Regions from separate parts of the Mus musculus genome. Here region 1 is linked to region 2. Evidence: chromatin contacts called from public promoter capture Hi-C data. All regions are on one chromosome and are shown on one strand. Each heading gives the region's core, a stretch centred on a gene start, on an enhancer-like site or on the middle of the called end of the contact. The rest is flanking DNA. Distances are from core to core; before and after follow the strand shown. Region 1 holds the start of Stk31 (serine threonine kinase 31). Region 2 overlaps Ccdc126 (coiled-coil domain containing 126).

Region 1 (6,096 bases), core at 2,464-4,963, 51 kb after region 2:
AAAGCAAACCCCCAAACTATATGGTCTCACACTCGATGTGTTAGGCATTGCATCAACACAAGACAAGAGAACCAAATTGGAAAGGAGAAAGTGAAAGAATATTTGCATGTAACAAGTCATCCATGTAGATTAATCTGCCAACTCTACAGAAAACAAGACAAAACCCTGCTTATCACTAGAAATAAGAACATGATGAGAAATTGAAATTACAAAAAAAGTATCAACAGTAGAATAGTAATAGAAATAATTGGGAAAATCAGATGAAAGAAGAATAAACTTTTACATTGAAAATATAGAACATTGCTTAGGAAAATAAAAGAATTGAATAAATGGATATATATACACACACATATACAGGTATGTATATGTATACATATGTATATGTATATACATATATGTACTGTGTTCAACGATCAGAAGCCTTTAGTTAAAGTGCAAATTTTCCCACTTAGATGTGTAGATTCAGCATAATTCTGATAACAATTCTTGGATGGATGAGTGTATGCCTATGTGTGACAAGTGATTTTCATTTTCTTGGAACTCAAAATAAACAATCTCAGGAAAAAAATTATGTTGGAGTATGCCTTAGATTACCTGTATTCAAGACTTTTAAAGCCTCAGAGCTCAGAACAGTTTAAAGTAAGCAGAGTTCAACATCACAAAACAAATAATCAAGAAGTAGATTTCTACATATGTGGCCCATCCATCCTTGGCAATGCTGCAAAGATAATTCATTACGTAAATGACAGTGCTTTCAAGAAATGCTGATGGAAAAATTGGACACACATATAAAAAATGTGAACCTAGAGTCACATTTTACATCGTATAAAAATTAACTGCACAACTACTATACATCTGTGTAGCATGTATATATATATATACACATACATATATATACATATATGATATATAACATTATGCATATATTTAGAAAGAAAATACAGGAAAGAAACATTTGTAGACTAGTCAGCCAGGGATTTGTTAAAAACAATACAAATGTAAGATCTATAAGGCAAAAGCCAATTAATTAGATTCCATCAAAATAACTTAAGCCCAAACCTGCCAAACCTGATGACTTGACTTTTATTCTTGGAACCTACCTGGTAGAAGACAAGAACCAATTTTCAAAAATTGTTCTCTCACTTTGACCTGTATGCAATGGCATTGTGTAAGAGGGGCCTTACAGTGTCTGTTCATTTCCCTCCCTGCCCCCCAAAAATTTTGTAAAAAAAAAATAGGTACTGTGTGTGTGTGTGTGTGTGTGTGTATGTGATGGGAATTTAATCCAGCCTCACAAACTGGTTACACTTCCAGCCCCTGAGCTTTCTCTCTTTTAAATACTTTTGCTAGAGGATGAAAAGATAGTCATAAACTGTGTAAAATGTTTACAAGTCTAAAGGAGCTACATTCACAGTATACACACACACACACACACACACACACACACACACACACACACACACATAATCAAAAGCTAATGATAAGAAAACAATCCTAACAATGGGGGATATGGATCCTGAACGGCCAACTCCTGTGACCAGGCAAGACTACCAATGGAAGTTTTGGGACACCAACCCAAGCACAAAACCTTAGACCCATAATTTGTTCTATCTACAGGATGTGCAGGAGTGGGGGATGAAGTAGAATTCGACGGATGGGCCTACAGATGACTGACCAGGATGTGAAGTGAATAAATAACTCAGTCAATTAAAAAAATGGACATCCTGAAGGATGCCTGTAGTCTCAGCAGCTGGAGCTGAAGACTGGAGGATCAGAAGTTCAAGGCCATCCTTGGTTACTTAGTGAGCCGGAAGCAAGTTGGAGCTACACAAGACCCTATCTTTTTAAAAAGGTGTGGTGGCACATGCCTTTACTTCCAGTACTCTGAGAAGCAGGGGCAGATGTATCTCCATGATTTTGAGTCCAACCAGATCTACATAGCAAGTTCAAGGCTGATTTAACTACATAGTGAAACCCTGTCTCAAAAACAAACAAAAGAATCCAGTTTAAAAAAAATCTAAAAATGTTTGAATAGAGATACTTAAGTACCTAAGAAGATATATGAAGACGAATAGAAAATAAACATACAACAACAACAACAACAACAACACAAAGATACCCAATGTTTTTATTTGGTAGATAAATAAATGCAAACAACCTCAAGGAAGTCCCTCCACTATATACAAAATATTTAAAATTAAAAACAGTGATCATATTAAGTGATGGTGAAGCTATGGAACAACCAGTTATTACTTTTTAATTTTTATTAGGTTTTAAAGATTTATTTTTATTTAATATGTATCAGAGTTTTGCCTGCATTTATGTCTGTGCAACACTTGTGCCTGAGGCAGTCAGAGAGGCTGTTGGATTCCCTGGAACTGGAGTAGACCTTTGTGAGCTGCCAAATGGGTGGGTTCTGGGAACAAAACCTAGGACCTCTGGAAGACCAGACATTACTTTTAACTACTGAGGCATTTCTTCAGCCTTGCAACTAGAATATATAAACTTTGATGGTGGTAATATAAATTAGAGTAGCTTCTTTGTTAAATAGTCTGGCAACTTCTTGTACACTCTTCTACCATTTAACCATCCACTAGGGGACATTAGCCCAAAAGAAATGAAAGGGTATGTCCACGGAAAGAATTGAAGGCCATAACAGCTTTATTTGAGAGAAGTCTAAAGTCAAAACAACCCTTCTACCCAGAAATGTAGAAAACCTGTTAGGCATCCACAGTGGACTAGTACCTGGGAAGTTACAAGCTGTTGATATATAGAAGAAAACAGGTGGAATTATCTTAAGATACCCATGCCATTTGAAAGAAGGCAAATAAAATGGTCTTTATGTGTGATTCTGTCAACAGTTTTAGAAAAAAAAAAAAAAAGAATTAACGTTCAGTTACAAGAAACAGAAAGGTACATAAGGAGGGCCAGTTAATGTAAACAACATGAAGAAACTTTTGAGGTTGATGGAAATGTTTTATTATGGGGATGACTTCAGTGATGTATAAAAATATTAAAATACTTTACACTTTAATATCTGTAGTCTATGCAAATTATACTTTAAGCTTTAGAAATTAAATGGAGGGCTCCTTGGTAGTGATCTTTCGTGAGGCCTTGGTTTTAATTCATTCCTTTGCAAAACAAAAGAACTAGATAGAGATGGTTTTTAGCTGTGCAATGTTTCCTCCAAGTGTAATAACTTGCCTATAACCCTATCCCATCCCAGTCCCCACCGATCCCTGCTGTCCCCTGCAATGTTTGATGTGGATGCGAAGTTTGGGGAGAAATATGTGTAAAGCTATTGATCTATAAAATGATATTGTCACTTATTACGGTATTCTTTTCTTTGGGAAAAGAATATCCAGTTTGTCCCAATTTTGGCTTTTAAAAAAAAAAAAGTTTAAATCTCGAGGTACAAATTAGGAAGACCCACGCAACTTCATGTCACGGTCTTACATCACTGGCGGGGTGTGGGGCGCCCTCCTATAAACTGACTGCACACAGGGCCAGGCTGCTGCTTTCGGGAGCAGAGCGGAGCGCGTGCGTGGACCGTGGGCGGCCTGGCTGCGCTCGAGGCCTTGAGGCCGGCCACCCACGTGACCAGGGCTGCGCTCCCTCCGCTATAGCGCAGCAGCACCTCGCGCATGCGCAGGCGCAGTGCGTGCCCTGAGGCGTGGAAGCTCGGCGGTAAGCGGCGCCAAGGGCTGGCCTGAGGGCTGGAGGGCTGAGGGTGGAGCGCCTGGTATGTGGGGCCAGCGGCTCTTTGCTGGGACGGCTGTGGCGCAAAGTGTAAGGTCAGTGGTAGTCTTTGGTGGCGAGGGCGACAGGGGCCGCTCCCAGGGTGTTCTTGTCCACGCTGCTGGCGTTTTAGGTCTGGGCTGAGGCCTACTTCCGGCGAGCTCGAAGGCGCCGCAGCTTCTCGGTGAGCTGCCCGCAGACCCACTGTGTGGACAAATCTTGGTGAGCTGCCCGCAGACCCACTGTGTGGACAAATCTCGGTGAGCTGCCCGCAGACCCACTGTGTGGACGACTTTCTTCCCCTCTGGCGACGTCTGTGGTTTTAGCCTTCCAGGCCCCCCAGAAAGCCAGCATCTTTACCTCACCTTGGCCCATTTCAAGGCGAGATTTGAATTCGCCGTCGTGCCCTCCACCTCTGCTTAAAGTCACTACAGTTCCTTGGCAAGTCTTTTAACAACGATTTAAAATAAGGCTAGAAAACCAGTTTCTTAAAACAAGTGGCAGGATTTCCAAAGTAAACTTTTAATTTTTTCTGTGCCCGTGACAGTGGTAACACATGTCTTAATCCTACTCCATTCGGGAGGCAGAGGCAGGCAGATCTTTGAGTTTGAGGCCAGCCTGGTCTACAGAGAGAGTTCAGGACAGCTACTGAGAAACCTGTCTTCAAAAAACCGAAAACAACCAAGAACCAACCAACCAACCAAGCAAACAATAGTGTTTTCCAGAGAAATATTCTTTCTCACTAAAAGACTCCATTTTTTAAAAAAAATTTTTTTCCATTTTTTATTAGGTATTTAGCTCGTTTACATTTCCAATGCTATCCCAAAAGTCCCCCATACCCACCCACCCCCACTCCCCTACCCACCCACTCCCCCTTTTTGGTCCTGGCGTTCCCCTGTACTGGGGCATATAAAGTTTGCAAGTCCAATGGGCCTCTCTTTGCAGTGATGGCCGACTAGGCCATCTTTTGATACATATGCAGCTAGAGACAAGAGCTCCGGGGTACTGCTTAGTTCATATTGTTGTTTCCATTTTTTTTTTTTAAAACAGCTTCTCCACAGCTGAATTTTAAAACTACTTTTTAAAGGATCCCAGATTTGAAGATGATTCAGTGATGTTATTTGAAAAAAAATTAAGCTAGACAAAATTTGCAAGTTTTAAATTCCTATAAATAAGCTCCATTATTTGCTGTGATGAGTTAATTACTCTTTTCATAGTTGAGAGCATTTGAAACCTTGATGTAGATTAGATGTTCTTGGATGATCTAAAAGCTCTCAAAAAATGAGTCTCAAACCATGGCATGTACCCTACGTTTTAAGGGCAGTTTTGTGAAAAATTGTTTTTCCCCTATTTATTGGAATGTGTAGAATTACCTTAAAGTTGAAGGACAAACCAATGCTCTAACCACACCCCCCAGCTTTGGAGGGTGGAGAGTGCGCCTATTTTGAGAATGAAATAAAATCAGTTGGAATTGAACAGTGAAGTAGATTACATATTTTATCATTTTAATTTATGAGTAGAAAGTGATTCCTGGATTTTTGAGAATCAAATCGTAAAGTAGTAGACACTTCTTTTGAAGTACTTTTTTTATGTAATAAACATGATTTTTGAAGTAATAGGCAAATTTGATATATTTCAGTTTTTAATTCTAGGGCATTTTAAAAAACAAAATAGCCAATAGCCACTCCCAGGCTAGCCACTCTCAGGCATTTTATTATTTATTTATTTTTTTATTTTATTGTGGAATTTTCTTGTTTGAGAGGTTTTTTTTTTTGTTGTTTTTTTTTTTTGTTTTTGTTTTTGTTTTTGTTGTTGTTAATATGGGTTTAGAGAGATGGCTCAGCAGTTAAGAGCATTGTTGATTTTCTAGAGGACTGGGTTCAATTCCTTTCCTCCATGTTGGCATTTGGGACTTGGGACAGCTTAGTTTTGTTAAACATTGAACTTTAGTTCTCTGGAAGCATCAACACAGCAGTTTACATGGCTGTAACTTTAGTCCCAGTGGATCTGAAGCCCACTTTTGTCCCCCTTCTGGCCTCAACATGCATTGCATGTACACAGATGTGCATTCAGGCAAGACACATACAACACACACACACACACACACACACACACACACACACACACACTGCATGTTGTTTCAAAATATTGATTTATATAAGTGATCAAAATCTGTTTGAGTTATCTTACTTGTAAATCTGTAAAGATTTGGCTAAAGATAATGATAGGGACAGAGATAATGTGTTTTGCCATTGAAAACTATAATATTTTCAGAACAAATACAAGAAACAGTCATGAGAAAACAGGAAGTTTTTAGTATAGAGTTTGAGTTTTGATAACCATCTTAGGGCAAATACT
Region 2 (6,491 bases), core at 2,133-4,632:
TAAATATTTTTATGATGAAATGAAAAATAAAATATGCATGATTTTTCACAATCATGGCTGTTGGTTTGAAAATGAATCTCAGTGTCACATGCCTGTAGCCATGGAACCAGGGAGGCTGGGACAGGAGAGCTGCAAGCTCAATGCTAGCCTGGGCAGCAGAGCAGACCCTATGTAAAAACCATTAGGAAAGTCCATCATTTCCATATTCTGGTAAGTGTTCTTCGGTTATTTTGGTGGAAGAAGGAAAGGGCTTGAGGACTTTAGCCAGATAGATGTATATAATAAATGTTATTTGTGCTGCACAGAAGTGCTTGGAAAATTAATGTGAGTTGATGTTATGTAAGTATATAAGGACCACTTTACAGAATTAAGAACATTAAAATATAAATTATGAAAATGGTTTATCTTTTTAGAGAAACAGCTACTGTATACAGCACAAGAAATCTTGACTTGGTTAATTCTAGTATAGAATAAAACATGTCTTTATTTAAATAGCCTTTGTAGCAAATCCAATTGCTATATAGTATTCTATATTTCGTAGTATTTATTCTATATAATAACTGCTTATGTGCAGCTAGCCTCTAGATTTAGAGTAAATTGAATTTAGTTTTTGATATTTTTCATTATTATAATGCTACCACAAAAGTAGCAGTGATTATAATATTTTGTTAAAATAAGTATAAGAAATATATTGTTTCATGAAAGATAACTTTCTGAAATGTCTTCCCTGTACCTTTATGTAAAGAAATGATGCCCCATTGCCCATAGATTCTGCAGTACCGTTCGGTCTCTGAGGAGTCCTGAGCATCTCTGATTTCATTGCTTTCAGGGATGAAATAAAATATATTGTTTATATTCACAATGGTTATTTTTGGTTTGGTTTGGTTTTGGTTTTCAGGATGGGTTTTTCTGTGTAACAGTCTTTGCTACCCTGGAGGTCACAGAGATCCACCTGCCTCTGCCTCCTGAGTGCTGGGATTAAAGGCGTGAGCCACCATGCCTAGCTTGTTGCATGTTTTTAAAAACAGCAGTCATGCATTTAACAAATGTCACGTGGTTTGTTCTTTTTCTTAAAGTGCTAGATATAGAATCTAGGGCTTTGCACATGCAAAGTAGCTCTCTACCACTGAGTTTTATTCATGGCCTTTGATGTTAATGACTAAAAATAATATTGACACAAATTTGTGTTTCATTTCAACCCCAAAAATCTTTTAAATATATATATAAAATAGTAAGAAAACAAAGAGGCTGGGAATGTAAGCAGTTGGTAGTGCGATTGCCTAGCATGCTTGAAGCCCTGGTTCCAACCCCAGCGCTTAAGCCAATATAGTGAGGCTTTACCTGCAATCCCAGCCATGAGTAAATGAGTCCTATGAACTTCACTTAGGGGATGGTAAAGGTCATAAGTTAAAAAAAAATATATATATATACACATATGCATATACATACATATACATACATACACACACACATATATATACATATATATATATATATAGTTTTTCTAATCATTGCAAAATGAGAAGAAAACCTGGAAAATTTCTCACCAGAAATAACTGCTATTGACATTTTTAGGTTATAAATGGGACCTCTGGGCTGACACTGTAGCTCAGTGGTAGGATTTACTTTGCGTATGTTGCTGTGTGTTTTGTCTCTAACATCAGCCCATCGGTCAGTCAATTGTCTTTGTCCATATTCTCTGTTGGTCTTCCATTTCCACTTGGTGCTGGCTAGATTTATATCAACTTGACACAAGTTACAATTATCTGAAAGGATGGAGCCTCATTTGAGAAAATGCCTCCATGAGATCAGGCTGTAAGGCATTTTCTTAATTACTGATCAATGATGGGAGGTCTCATCCCATCGTGTGTGGTGCCATCCCTAGGCTGGTGGTCCTGGGTTCTATAAGAATGCAGGCTGAGCAAACCATGGAGAAGCCAGTAAGCAGCACCCTCCATGGCCTCTGCATCAGCTTCTGCCTCCAGGTTCTTGCTGAGATCATGACCAAAATTCAAGTTGGGGAGGAAAGGGTTTATTTGGCTTACACTTCCATATTGCTGATCATTATCTAAGGAAGTCAGGACAAGAACTCAAACAGGGTAGTAACCTGGAGGCAGGAGCTGATGCAGAGGCCATGGTGCGGTACTGTGTCTCCATGTATATGTGTTGTGTTTACGTATGTTTGTGTGCATGTTCATGTGTGTGCACAGCACAGCACAACCCCAGGAATCATTCCTTAAGTATTTTCCAGGGACTCTACAACTCTCCATTGCCTCTCTGGCTGCTGTAAACAAAAGAATTGTCAATCAAACGTCAGCTGGATTATCTGTATACCAGTGCTGGCCTTTGAACACTAAACTGATAACCTGAGAAAGAACTATACAATGATTACCATTTTATATTAGTCAAATTGTACTGTATTCAATTTGGCTCCAGCATCTCAGATGACAGTGTGAGTTACATTTTGTTATCATAAACCTCACTGAACTGTAGATGACTGAAGTCATTTCCACATAGGTCAAGAGGGGTCCCACAGAGGGACTGTTGTGTGATTGGTGCACATATAAGCCATCAAGGTTTTCTGCTACTGATATGAACACAAAGATTCATTTGCTGTGAGAATTGCTGCTTAGCTAACTGGGTAAGTCAGATGGTAGACATCTTCCTTCCCCGGGTGTTGGCTACTTTCATTGCTGTCTCAGTTACTAGTGTTTCTATTGCTGTGATAAAACACCATGACCAAGGCAGCTGAAGGAAGGGTCTGTTTGAATTTATGATTCTAGAGGGATAAGAGTCCATCCTGGCAAGGAGCACAGTAGGCACGGTAGCTGGTACAGTAGCTGAGAGCTCACATATCGATCCACAGGTAGGAAGTACAAAAGGCTATTGTATATGGCGTGATTCTTTTGCCATCTCAAAGCCTACCTCCAGAGGCACACTTCCTCCAGCAAGTTAGGCCATATCTCTTAATTCTTCCCAAATAGCCAAGTGGGAGCCAAATAGGCAAATGCCTGAAGTTTATGGGTGACACCACATTTGAACCACCACAATTGTCAGTTTGACTGGCTTTAAAATCACCTGGGAGTCATACCCCTGGATGTATCTATGAGGGTGCTTCCAGAGCACACTGGGGTAAGAACCATCAGCGTGTGTGGCACCAGTCCATGGCCTGGGGAGTTGTGGTGAATAAAAAGGAGAACCAAGCTGGACACCAGCATTCCTTTCGCTCCACTTCCTGACTGCATACACTACGTGACGAGCTGCCTCCTGTTGCTATTGCATGGTGACCTGTACTCTAACACTGAGTCAGAAGACACTCATTCTCCCTCAAGCACAGTAATAAGAAAGGTAACTGCGACACCTGGTTTTGCAACGTTAAGCGCCGTGAAAGACTTCTGTGAGAGATGTCTTTTCTTGTGGGATTTTGGTACTGTGGGTTGAACTGGTGACATGAAGGAAGCATCAGAAACAAGAGCAGCACTGACATCTGGCACCAAGCCCTCGGAGCCCTCAAAGCCAAGCTGTGGCCGCTGGATAACCAAAAATGAGATGGAACTGCAAGGCTTGTGGTCAGGGGCAGCCGTAGGAGCAGTGACCAACGGTGGCAGTAGCTGCCTCCTGAGTAGCAGCAAGCTTGATAGTAGCTATGGTAGCAACAGGCAGATGAGCAGTCCTAGGGACTTAAGTATTGTCCGGGGACTTAAGTATTATCCTGCCAGTGCGGCAGGATAGGGGGTATGGTAGAAGTCACGGAAGCATGGAGATCTGAGAAAAAGTGGGGTGGATGGCTGTGAAGAGCCAGAGGGGAGAACCACAGGCTTTGCTTGCTGAGAGAGTTCCAGAGAACTGTCAAGTCTTTAGGGCTAAGAGTCTCAAATTCCCCCGTCCAAGAGTTACAATATTGGCTACTGCCACTGGCTTAAGGAATCTGAATTTAAGAGTTGTACAGTCCTAGGCTTTCATGGTTAAGTAGGTTACACCGACTACCTAGGAGAGAGACTGCTGCTCCCTGCTGCTGCTGCTGCTGCTCCCTGCTGCCGCTAAGTCAGCCGCCTGCCCAACAGACTCCTATCTAGAGCAAAAGGACCGCAGGCAGTAGCAGCATGAGCAGAGGCTAGTGAGAAGATGGGGATATTTATACAATGCCTGATGCATACTGGGTTAGCGAGTGAGGAGGGTTAAATGTCTCAGAAGGAGTTTGTAATTTTATAGCTTTTTCAAGTCGTTTTGTTTTTATTTAGGGTGGGAGTATGAGGTTAGCTAGAAACTGGACCCAGATATGCTAAGTACATTCAATTTTATAACGTTTGGCATAAATAATTCAATAGTAGAGTACACTTAAGGGAGCTAAGCTGTAAAGCTTTTAAAAGTTTATTGCTTTTTAAATTTGATCAGTAGTACCAGTACTTTTAAATATCTGTTCAGAAGGAGTTTAGGACCGCACTAAGGCCTTAGTAGATCAAGTATATCTTCATATTCCTTTTGCATGTAGGTTAGCAACGTCTATAAAAACCACTCTTTAAGCCAGGCGTGGTGACGCATGCCTTTAATCCCAGCACTTGGGAGGCAGAGGCAGGTGGATTTCTGAGTTCGAGGCCAGCCTGGACACCCAGGGCTATACAGAGAAACCCTGTCTCGAAAAACAAAAACAAACAAAAGAACCACTCTTTACGTGGCCGAAGAGATGGTTCAAGAGTTAAGAGCACCAGCTGCTCTTCCAGAAGACCTGGGATGGATTCCCAACACCCACATGGCAGCTCACAGCTGTTCATAACTCCCGTTTCAGGAGTTTCATAATGCCCTCTTCTGGCCTCTGTGGGCTCTGTATACACATGCTACACAGATATACATACAGGCAAGACACCCATCCACAAAAATATTGCAATTTTTTTTAAAGAAAAATCAACATTTAAAATTCTTTTTGGTGCTTATCTATGTTTTTTCTTTACTGTCATAGTTTGCTTTTCTGTTGCTGTGATAAAACAGTGACCAAAGGGGTTTATTTGACTTCTATTTCTGCATCACAATCATTGATGGCTGAGAGTTGGCTCAGTGGGTTAGAGCATTTACTATTCTTACAAAGGGCCCGACCTAGCATCTACATGGAGTTTACCATTCCCCGGGCACCAGTGTGCTTGCGGTATACACACATATGCACAGAGTAAGATAGATCTTTATAAACAAAAACAATCCATCATTCATAGAAGTCAGGGGGAGAATTCAAGCAGGTGTCCGGAGGCAGGAACTGAAGCAGAGCCCATGGAGGAGAGCTGCTTACTGGCTTGCTCCCCATAGCTTGCTCAGCCTGCTTTCTTATGGAACCCAGGACCATCAGCTCAGGGGTAGCACCACCCTCAGTGATCTGGGCCCTTCCACATCAGTCACTAACCAATTAAAAACAATGCTCTAGAGACTTGGCTACAGGTTAATCTGATGAAAGCCTTTTCTCAGCTGAGGCTATATAAATGCTAGGGCCCCATAGGCAGGGCTGGGGTTGTTGGTCATTCAGGGGGCAGCGGGGTGGAGGTGAGAATTGTGCTTTGATAGTAATGTGCTCAAAGAAACAAAAAGAAATCAGATTCCAGGGATCCCAATTTCTCTCTCCCCCCCTCTATGCTTTTTTCTCTCCTATCCAGTGATAGGGGATAAAAGTGGGGAGACAAAGGGTGGAAAAAAGAACCGGCAAAGTAGTAAAGACCAGCAACAGGGAGTAGTATGTTGGTTTTCTATGATTGTCATAAAAATCACAAATTTGATGGGTGAAAAAAAAATTATTCCCTTATGGTTCTGTAATTCAGAAATCTGAAATCAGTTATCTTGGCTGAGATCAAGGTGTTGGCAGGACCTGCTCCCTCTGGAGGCTCCTCATGGAAGAATGGGTCCCTGGCCCACGTCCCTGCCCCCGCCCCCACCCCCTTAGGACTCCATTCCTCGAGTTTCCTGGCTCATGGCCTCCTTTCCGTTCCTAAACCAGCAATGCAGTTGGGTTCTCTGCCTTCTTCCTGCCTCCCCAGCAAGCCTTCCTAGTTACACTCAGTGTCCTCTGGATATTGGGACAATCTCCCCAGATTTGTATGCCACAAAGTCTCTTTTGTGGTCTGTTGAAACATGCACAGATTCCAGGGAGTTTGGGCTTGCTTATTCAGCCAACTACCAGAGGCAAATGGAGAAATGGAGTTCCTATATAGATATATTAAAATTTGAACTTGGTGATGTTGTCAGTGGTAGAGTATGTACCTAGCTTGTGTGAGGCCATGTCTCATACAAGTCCTCTCTTTCTTTCTTTCTTTCTTTCTTTCTTTCTTTCTTTCTTTCTTTCTTTCTTTCTTTCTTTCTTTTCTTGTCTCTCGATTTATTTGTTATCATATGTAAGTACACTGTAGCTGACTTCAGACACACCAGAAGAGGGCGTCAGATCTCATTATGAGGTTGTGAGCCACCATGTAGTTGCTGGGAATTGAACTCAGGACCTTCGGAAGAGCAGTCAGTGC

Evidence for each region. Promoter capture Hi-C pulls out the DNA fragments that hold promoters and counts their contacts.
Region 1: a promoter capture Hi-C map of trophoblast stem cells shows a contact between it and region 2, with 2.4 times the contacts expected there. The contact joins the promoter of Stk31 here to the enhancer-like site in region 2. A contact is called at or near these places in 5 of 39 promoter capture datasets (liver, maxillary cranial neural crest, second pharyngeal arch cranial neural crest and 2 more), 1 of 115 datasets of contacts at active chromatin or transcription factors (embryonic stem cells) and 3 of 9 other capture datasets (adipose tissue, liver and pancreatic islet).

What each region holds. Positions count from the first base shown.
Region 1 is chr6:49,391,891-49,397,986 of GRCm38.p6, forward strand. It overlaps Stk31 (serine threonine kinase 31), which reads left to right and starts at 3,714. Exons shown (of 24, transcript NM_029916.2): 1 at 3,714-3,794. The coding sequence starts at 3,745.
Region 2 is chr6:49,340,724-49,347,214 of GRCm38.p6, forward strand. It overlaps Ccdc126 (coiled-coil domain containing 126), which reads left to right. Exons shown (of 3, transcript NM_175098.6): 3 at 1-862. Among named protein-coding and RNA genes, the nearest start is that of Fam221a, 24 kb to the right of the region's middle. Within about 2 kb of position 3,383, at least 21 of the 459 cell types and tissues checked have an H3K27ac peak or open chromatin away from gene starts, as enhancers often do. A contact at or near this core is called in trophoblast stem cells, where this site is marked.